Regions from separate parts of the Rattus norvegicus genome. Here region 2 is linked to region 1. A link is a contact called in public Hi-C data. All regions are on one chromosome and are shown on one strand. Each heading gives the region's core, a stretch centred on a gene start, on an enhancer-like site or on the middle of the called end of the contact. The rest is flanking DNA. Distances are from core to core; before and after follow the strand shown. Region 1 overlaps Prtfdc1 (phosphoribosyl transferase domain containing 1). Region 2 overlaps Enkur (enkurin, TRPC channel interacting protein).

Region 1 (4,670 bases), core at 823-3,322:
AAGAAGATCATGGGTTCTATGTCACCTGGGTAGATAGCAAGACTCTGTGAAAGGAAGGAAGGAAGGAAGAGATAGGGAAGAAAAAAGAAAGAACTCTGTGTGATAAATGAATAACTTTGGCTTTCACTTTCTGTAGCTCATTTTACTCATGAGACACCATCTCCACCATCTTTAAGGATCTGCAGTTCTTCCTTAACCAACCTTTCCTGTCTACTGCCTTTCATTTGTGCCGAGCAGTCTACTAAGATTCCCGCTTTTTGAGTAGGCGATGCTGGGGGATTTTTTTCGGAACACTCTGTGCCTCCAGAACACTTCCCATCTGATAACCATGATCGCTGAATCTGAGGTGTTTGCCAATTACTGTCTTAGTCATCCCCTCACACCTAGCTCACTTCCTCCCAGGGAGCCAGTAAAAGTCTGCGGGGGCTGTAGGCGAAGATTCTATAGGGACTCTCTGGACTCCAGAGTGTTGTTTCGCTGCTCTTCAGAGGCCTCAGCAAAGCCCATCACACTGAATTTTCCTAACAAAGGAGGCAAGAAGCTACTTTTAAACTTTGGAAACACAAAGCGATCTGCAACAGCACCGGGGTTTTGGCCTGGCAAAGATGGGCTGGACGGCAGTTGCGGGCTGTGAGGAGGTGTATGCTTATAAATCCCAGAGGGAAAGGAATGTGGCTCAGCATTTTATTTTATGTGATAACTCACAAAATTGCTATCGTCATCACCAGTGGCCATTTCTACCATTGTTCTCAGTCCAGTCAGCGGCAGTAAAAAGGAATGCTTTAAGTTACGGCAGCCGGCAGCCGGTGGTGCCGGCGGTGAGGCGATTTGGCAGGCTTCAGTGCTTCATTCTGGCATTCGATTAGAAACTTGTTTGGGGGTGGGGCGCTCGTCTCCGGAAATCTTGCACAGAAGCTGCCCAGCTGTGTATCTTCACGGCCGATCTGGGCCTGCTGGCTTTCAGTTTTATCCCAGCCTTTTGGGGGCTTCCCTTGGACACGACTAGAATCTCCCTGCTTTAGTGGATACACACATTTTATGAAGTGCCAGGATTAAATCAACTTGAGGGGAAAAATCAGAGTGAGAGTGTGTTGTGCAGACAGCTTAAATACAGCGAGTAAATGCTTTTAAGTGCAGAGCGCCCAGTGAAGAGAATTGTGGAGGGCTCGCTGCATTCAACAGCACTGGCCTATTTAGAGCCATGACTCAGCCAGCCTTCCCTGAAAGTGAAAGAAGGCGCAGAGAAAGACCTGGAGGGAGACATCCTTTCTCTTAGTTGAACTCCAGCCATCTTCCCAGGCCCCCAGAGGTTCCATGCAGGTTACAAACAGGGCACAGCTGACCAGGGGGAGCTGCTTCCGGACGCTTTCTGAGGCTCCTCCTTTCAGAAAACGATGCAAGAACCATGTCTATGGCTCCCTCTTCATTTTGGCTTCAGCCCTCTGGGGAGGGCTCAGCCCCTGCCCTCCCTCCCTCCTGTACTCCCTTCCACCGCGTGTCAGGTTCATGATATTCTTAAAGATTTGTATTAACTAAATAAAATTCATAATTAATTGACTGCATTTTGCACAACATATCACGATTATATTTTTCCCCCCTTAAACGGCTCCATGATGTCACCTCTGCTCAGATTCAGCAAGTTCATCTCTTTATTGAGACAATCAGTCTACTCTGTAAACCCAACCCAACTACATTTTCAGGTACTTTATTATTTCCTTGTTCAGTTCCTGACTTGTTTCCTTAGTCATCAGATCCAGCCCTGTCTAGTTCCCTACTCTCCCTTTCCTCCCCCATTGTAGATCTGACGCTCTCCTGTGTTATTCCCACAACCCCACCTTCTCCTTAAGATCATTGCAGTTCCAAGAATAACCATCATCATCACCACCACCACCACCACCATCACCATCATCTCCTCCTCCTCCTCCCCCTCCCTCTCCTTCTTTTTGTGCAAAGAAAGGGGATTTGTGGAAAAACTCGGTGAGCTGTTCTTGAGGTGCTCAGCACTGAATGAGAGAAGCCATGTCCAAATTCCTGGTAGGGTAGTAATATGAAAAAATGCAAATTTATTGACTGGACTGCTGGCTTGCATGGTGAGTGTATGAGAAAGAAGAAGTTAGAGAATGACCTGTAACGACCCTGCTGCCTGATGCAGACGTTTATTACAGTTTGGATTCTTCTATAACCACTCAAACAGGGACCCAGTAAGTGCTGAGCGCTTCCTAAGCTTCTTCCCCATCATGCATCTGACTCCCTGTGAAAAGATTCTGCCTACTGGGTTTCTTTGTTGTCTTGACAAGTCTTCCTGGGCAGACAAGATTGACCAGGTGAAGGAAGGAGGCCGTAGAGCTGGCTATTACAGGTTGAACATAAACTATCCTGCCTGAAGGCTCCCATGTTGAAGGCTTCGCACCCAGGTGGTGGCACTACTGGGAGGTGGCCATGGCTAGAGGACCTAACTTCATGTCTCTGCTGCTTGGAAATGGGCCTTATTCGATGAAAGAGGTGGCTGGGGCATGACTTCCCTAAGTGATTTATGTCTAGTTTGGCAGACCTCCCTACCCCCCAGCCTCTCCTGGCCAGCCCTTCACCAATCACCATGTCTTTCTGTCATGATGTTCTGACTTCCCGCAGGCCTGGAGTCAGATGGCCATGCACTGCGGTGCCTGAAACTATAAGCTGAAATGAACCTTTCCTCCTTTTAGTTGTTTTTTTTTCCCCCAGGTATTTTGTTACAATGCTAAAATTTTTGAGTAACTTTATAAGGAAAAGTACATCTCTAAAGTTAAATGAAAATTTTTCTTTTTCTTTTTCAGTAGTGCTGGCCATTCAATCCAGGGTCTTGTGAGTGAGAGTCAGACAGGCACTCTGTCCCCCACTGCTACGCCCCCTTGAGCTAGGCAAGCACTCTGTCTCCTTTTCACTCCCACCCTTAGCCATGCAGTATTCACTTCCTTTTTTAAAAATTTTTTTAAAGATTTATTTATTTATTATATATGAGTACACTGCAGCTGTCTTCAGACACACAAGAAGAGGGCATCAGGTCCCCTTACAGATGGTTGTGAGCCACCATGTGGTTGCTGGGATTTGAACTCAGGACCTCTGGAAGAGCAGTCAGTGCTCTTAACCACTGAGCCATCTCTCCAGTCCCCACTTTCCTTTCTAACTTTCCTTAATATGGAAGCTGTACCCTTCTCGTACACTCCTTTCCCCCTTCAGTCCTAACCCGAATCAGCTACTTGGACATGCCATTTCATTGGTACTCTCAGTTTTTGCTGCCCTCCAAACCGTCCTCTGTGAAGCGGCAAATGCGTTTGGTTTGGGATCCCATCACTCACCACCAGAGGCCTGGCCAAATTGGCTTGGCTTTAACATTTTCCCCTGTGTCCTCGCTCTGACTGAAACCATTTCTCTGATTCCTACGTAGGATGATGCACTCACTGCTCATTCAGTATTTACTCTAACTTGTGCTGGAACAGGCTGTGTACCATGCTAGGGATGAGGTGGTGAACCCAGTGGTCCCTGGCCACTTCACACTGATTTTCTGGGAGGAAAGGCAGATTAAAAAAAAAAAAAGACTCCTAAGTAAGCGCTAAGCTGTAAATTGTAGACAGGGCTCGGAGGGAGCTGGGCTCACAGACAGATGCACACTGGAACTGGTGGACAGTAGGAGGGAGAGCAGGCCATGCTCTCATCCCTGACAGCTGTGCAGGGAAGCTGTGCTGTACAGAGCAGACTGAGTCCTAAGGCAGGGGAAAGCATATTCCAAGAAGAAGGCATAGCTTGTTTAAGGGGTTGGCAAGAAAGGCTTAGCTAGGGAAGGGCAGTGCCATGAGGCCAATCAAGTATGGCCATGCGGTGGGGATGCCAGATGGATCAAGCAGGATTTACTGGAGTCAGGAATTTGGATCATACTTAAAGAGCACTGGGGGAAGGCTTGCAAGGTAAACCACAAACGCCTAATTATATTTTAAGGTCAGGTAATCAGTGAGTAAATTTTTAGAGTATGTCCAAAATACCACACAAGACACAGTTACAGTGAATATGTACTATGTACTCATACTGAACATCTATTCAATATCTGACGCTCAAATTTGACTGGGCTACTGGGTTTTTGTTTTGTTTTTGTTGAGTCTGGCAACTGCTAATTAAGAGGCCACTGAAAGGTTTCAATTGGCAAGCGGTGTAACCCAGTTTGTATTTTAAGAAGATCCCTTGGGCAGCTTTGTGGAGAACGGTTTGAAGGTTAGCAAGAGTCAACTGAAGGCTGAAGTTCAGAGTAGCAAGTTGGGCTCAGAGGGAAATGCAGTGGGGGTGGGAGTGGGGTTGGTGGTGCCTTAGGGTTTTATTGCTATAAGGAGACACCATGACCATGGCTACTCTTACAAAGGAAAACATTAAATTTGGGCTGCCTTATATTTTAAAGGTCTCATCGATTATCACCATATAGGGAAACACAGCATGTAGGCAGACATGGTGCTGGGGTAGGAGGTGAGAGATCAAATCCTGATCTTCAGGCAGCAGAAAGAAACTGTGCCACACTGGATACAGCTTGAATGTATGAGCCGTCAAAGTCCACCTACATAGCGACACACTTCCTCCAACAAGGCCACACCCACTCCAACAAAGGCCACACCCACTCCAACAAAGGCCACACCCACTCCAACAAAGGC
Region 2 (4,521 bases), core at 790-3,289, 130 kb after region 1:
GCTTCCGACTTTAATGGTTTGTTTATAAGTAGAACTGTGACAGTGGAGGAGAAAATTTTCTCTAGAACAATCAAATAATTCAATTATTCTTTCAACACTGCCTACATTTTCAGTGAACTTATTCTCTGCATAGTCCTCTTTGAGAAGAGTGGGTTTGGTTTGACGTCCGTGAGGATTGTCCTGTGTCCTCTTTCCGCACCGTGACAGCTCGCTCACTGGTTGGCGATGTAGATGATCTTGTGCTTCTCGATGATGCTGATGTCGTGCTCCAGCTGTTTCATCTCTTTTTCCAGCTTCTGCTTGCGGATCTTCTTCGGTATGGAGTCGATGAAGACCGAGAGGGACTGGAACTCTTTGTGCACCTCTTCCCAGTTCTTCTTCAGCCCCTGCAAACGGTAAAGAGACTTTGCCGTAACGGGTAGACTGCAAAAGGAACCGACAACGAAACTGCGGGTAACAGAGACTGAGAAGGTGCAGACGGCTGCTGAAGCGACTTTGGAAATGATAACGTGTCCGTACTGGACTTGGCCACAGTAACAGAAAACACGGCACAGCGGCAGAGCCCTGTACCGTACAGAGTTAGGAGCACTGTGGAGCCAAGCTTATACCAAACGCTTCGGTAAAAATCAACAATCTGAAAATTGATGGTCCCAAGTAAAAGCTGGTTTTGAAAATATTTTTCATACATTTATTAGAAAAGTTTTGTCAGATATCATCTTTAGGACCACCACCCTACTGCCTCTTTGCAGGCCTGGAAGTCAGGAACTTAGGTTAGCCGGCCAGCAGCCCCTCCCACTGCTGCCTCCCCCCAGTCCTCTACCTGCTTCTCCCACACTACTGCTAAGATCACAGCACATGTCACCACGACTGGCTCTTACATGGGCTCTGGAGATCAAGCTCAGGTCCCCATGCTCACACGGTAAACACTTTGTAAACCGCCCCTCCCCCACCTTCACTTCCTCCCTGCTCAGAATGTTCTGTTCTATCTTTGTTCTTCAACAGGGAGGCCACATCAGAAGCCTGAATTTTGACCGGCATATTCAAGTTGTATTTGGTGAAATGTTACTGTAAGAAAAACACTGAAATTCAAGTTTATAGTGACCTTTTTGTATGTTTTCAACCTATTACAACATATTACAAAGACTAAGTCATCTTCCGTGCAGTCAGGGGTCCATATCCTGTGAATGTGTTCTAGACATGGTTCGAATGTCATTAAATGTAGAACACATGCTAATTTAATAACGTAGCTAATGTTTTATGGTCTCTGAAATCAACACATTCAAAATGAGGGCTCTCTTAGGAGCTATAAATGCCCATTTCCACCTTTGCCTGGTTACATTTCTCATTACAGGGGACGTGGGCTTCACTGACAACACAGTCTTAAACTACTAATTGAATTCATTCAGTGAAGTTTTACAGACTGGCCCGTTTCATTCATTGTGAGATCATAGATCATTTTATTTACACTCCACTAACTAACTAACTAACTAACTAACTAACTAACTAACTAACTACTTAACTAACTCACTCACTCACTCCACTCCACTCCTGGGCATGAGGGTGGAGATAAGAAGATACAGAAGGAGCTTTCAGATCAGGCAGTCGCCTGAATTGATAAACTCCAGGTTCAGTGGATATGGTAAACAGTGACAGAAGTCACCCCCACATTGACCTCTGACCTCCACGTATGAGTACATGTGCACTCACATGCACACACGCACGTGTGCATACTTTCAGACACAAAGAAAAAGTACATTTCATTTTAAGAGAGAAAGAGCGAGTTTTGGGAGTCCACAAAGGAAGCAAAAGGATACCCCAAAAGAGCAGATGCCATGTGAATAAGGAGAAAGCCAAGCTGGTCATGTAGGCTGAGAAGAAACAGATGTCATTTCTAAAAGTGGAGCCTCACAGGACAAGCCTAAAGCTGCCATTCCAGCGGTGGATTTTGGTGAGACAGTGAGAAACCCCACAGTGTCACTCTGGGTGACTCAGGGCAACTAACAGGCAGCATCTTGAGCAAGATCCTATTAAAAACCAAGCTTCCTTGAAGCGTGAGAACAGGCCTAGGAGCTTCAGTTTGGCCTGCCACAGCGTCAGGGTGTGGGAAGTCTCTGGAGGCAGAAGTAGAGCGCAGCAGGCTGGATGCTGACAAGCCCAGACTGTAGACGACAGGAAGCTGGGCAGGGAAGTGCATGGGGAAGGATAATCTGAGCCCAGAGGCCAGAAACAGATCTCATCAACAGAGACTAGCCCGGCAGTCAGAAAGCTCTTAGTCTGGTCAGCCTCTGGACCATGATAACTGTCCTGCATTGCCGTACAGCCCCAGAGACCTGCTGTCCCAGGCCTGGTCTATAAACCTAAGAGCTGCTTCCCTCCAACATGGAAGACAGCTCCAGGGTTCCTGCAAGTATAAAGACCATTTCTGTTTGACCAGATCTCAGTGCTGGCTGCTTTTCACACTCCCAAGACCTTTGGAGGAGATGTCCCACATTTGGGAGTCATCTCCAGCTAGCCATTAGCCTCCACAGGGATGCCATTCAGGATGGATCTGAAGGATGAGGCAATTGCCCAGCTCACAGGTTGAAAAGCTACCTGTGGCTAGCAGAGATTCCCAAGAAGAAGAGTTTAGCCACCAAAGTGAAGACGGATCTGGTGAATGTCTCATTTTTCATATCGACTCAGCAGCAGTGTAAAGCTGGGAAAGGATGAGAGTCCGCTAGCTCAATTGACCCTGCCTCCATAAGTGTCAGTTTCCAGTCTTCAAGGGCCTTGAATAGCCAAAACAATCCTTATCGAAAGAGCAATGCTGGAGGACTCTCAATACCTGGTCTCAGATTATATTACAGAGCCACAGTAACAAAAATAGCATGGTTCTGGCTCAAAAGCAGATATGTCGACTGATGGAATAGAGGACTCAGAAATAAACCCACAGAGATAAATAAAACCACTTAATTCTTGATAAAGGTGTCAGAAGAACGAAACTGCTCAGACCAGTTCAAAATGGATAGAAGGGGTCTTAAGGTAAGATCTGAAGCTTTGAAATGACGAGGGACGATACATGGGAAGAACTTGAGAAGATCAACGTAGGCTGCAACAACACTGGAACAAGCCAAAGATTGGCAGGCAGGATTCCATGAAAGTAAAGGGCTTCACACGGTCTGCAGAGAGAGGTTAAGGGCACTGGCTGTTCTTCTAAAAGATGTGGTATGATTCCCATCTCCCACACAGCAGCTCATAACTATCTGTAAGGGATCCAACACCCTCTCTGGCCTCCGCAGGCACCAGCCATGTATGTGGCGGGCACACATACATGCAGGGGAAATCCTACTACATGTAAGATCAAATCAAAATGTATGATCGGCTTCTTCAGAGCACAGGAAATAATTGGCACAGTGAGGACAGCTTTCAGAATAGGGAACAAAAACAAGCACAGATCACCCAACCCAGTCCACTGGCCAAGAAACAGGACAAGTAGTTCTCCAAAGAAGAAATACAGAAACTGCTATTAGAAAGCTGAAAAAAGGCTCAGTATCTGCAGCCATTGATGAAATTCACACTGAAAGAGCTTGCGGTCCCCCATCTTACCCCTGGCAGGATGGCTGTCTGAGAAACATAAGTGACAGCCAATACTGGTGAGGACGTGAAGGAAAGAAATCTTAAGCCGCTGGTAGGACTGTGAGCTGGTACAGACACTATAGAAATCAATATAGGGGTTTCTCTAAAAGTAGAAATACCACATGGCCCAGCTATATCACTCCTGTGGAGGTGCCAGCAGAACGCAGCCACCACACAGCAGAGATCCTGGCATTTCTACGCCTATTGCTGCACTACTCACAATTGCTGGGAAAGGGACAAGCCCACGCGTCTGTCAGCAGCCAATGGATAAGGAAGATGTGCACGTCTCTAAATCATAGAACCAGGGAGGAGCCTTGAGTTGGGGAGGGCACAGGTGAGGAGCAGATCTTAAGCAAGGCAGTAAAAGGAGAGGTTCTCCCTGTGAAGAGAGAGCAGAAGGGAGGACCGTGTGTGCAGAAAGGGATCGGACAGAGCAGATCAGGGAGTGTAGGAGAGGCCAATGGGGAAGGGGAATAAACTTGAACAGAGTACAAAGCCACAAAGCATGAAGTACATTGTGATTCCCGTCACTATGTATGCCAACTTTAACACTGGTAACAAACAGGAGGGGAGAAAGGGGGAGATGAGTAAGAGGGGGAAGAGGCACGTGACGGCCTTGTGGGGTGGATATGAGCAAAACACATTACGTGTGTATGTGTGTGAATAATGCTGCAATGATCCCCAGTAATTTGTTTCAGTATTTTTGCTAAGCCAACCCCCCTGTCCCCAAGATTGGAATTATCTTATTTTATATAATGATGACATCACAGAAAGTAGAAACGTGTGGGGAACAAAAACGTTTCAGTGATTTGCTTCTGTACTTTGGTAAAGCAATGGGAAGCTAGGATATGCTAACTAAGAGACACCGGTTGGGGAAACGGGACAAAGTGACTTGGCCCCTTTCTG

The links. Hi-C and Micro-C count contacts between places; a contact is called where the count stands out from the background.
Region 2: a Hi-C map of frontal cortex shows a contact between it and region 1, with 2.5 times the contacts expected there. The contact joins two enhancer-like sites.

Annotation. Positions count from the first base shown.
Region 1 is chr17:88,467,724-88,472,393 of GRCr8, forward strand. All of the region lies in intron 4 of Prtfdc1 (phosphoribosyl transferase domain containing 1), which reads right to left. Among named protein-coding and RNA genes, the nearest start is that of Arhgap21, 90 kb to the left of the region's middle. Within about 2 kb of position 2,073, at least 71 of the 93 cell types and tissues checked have an H3K27ac peak or open chromatin away from gene starts, as enhancers often do.
Region 2 is chr17:88,599,067-88,603,587 of GRCr8, forward strand. Enkur (enkurin, TRPC channel interacting protein) reads right to left here. Exons shown (of 5, transcript NM_001106126.1): 5 at 1-386. The coding sequence ends at 213. Among named protein-coding and RNA genes, the nearest start is that of Enkur, 21 kb to the right of the region's middle. Within about 2 kb of position 2,040, at least 36 of the 93 cell types and tissues checked have an H3K27ac peak or open chromatin away from gene starts, as enhancers often do.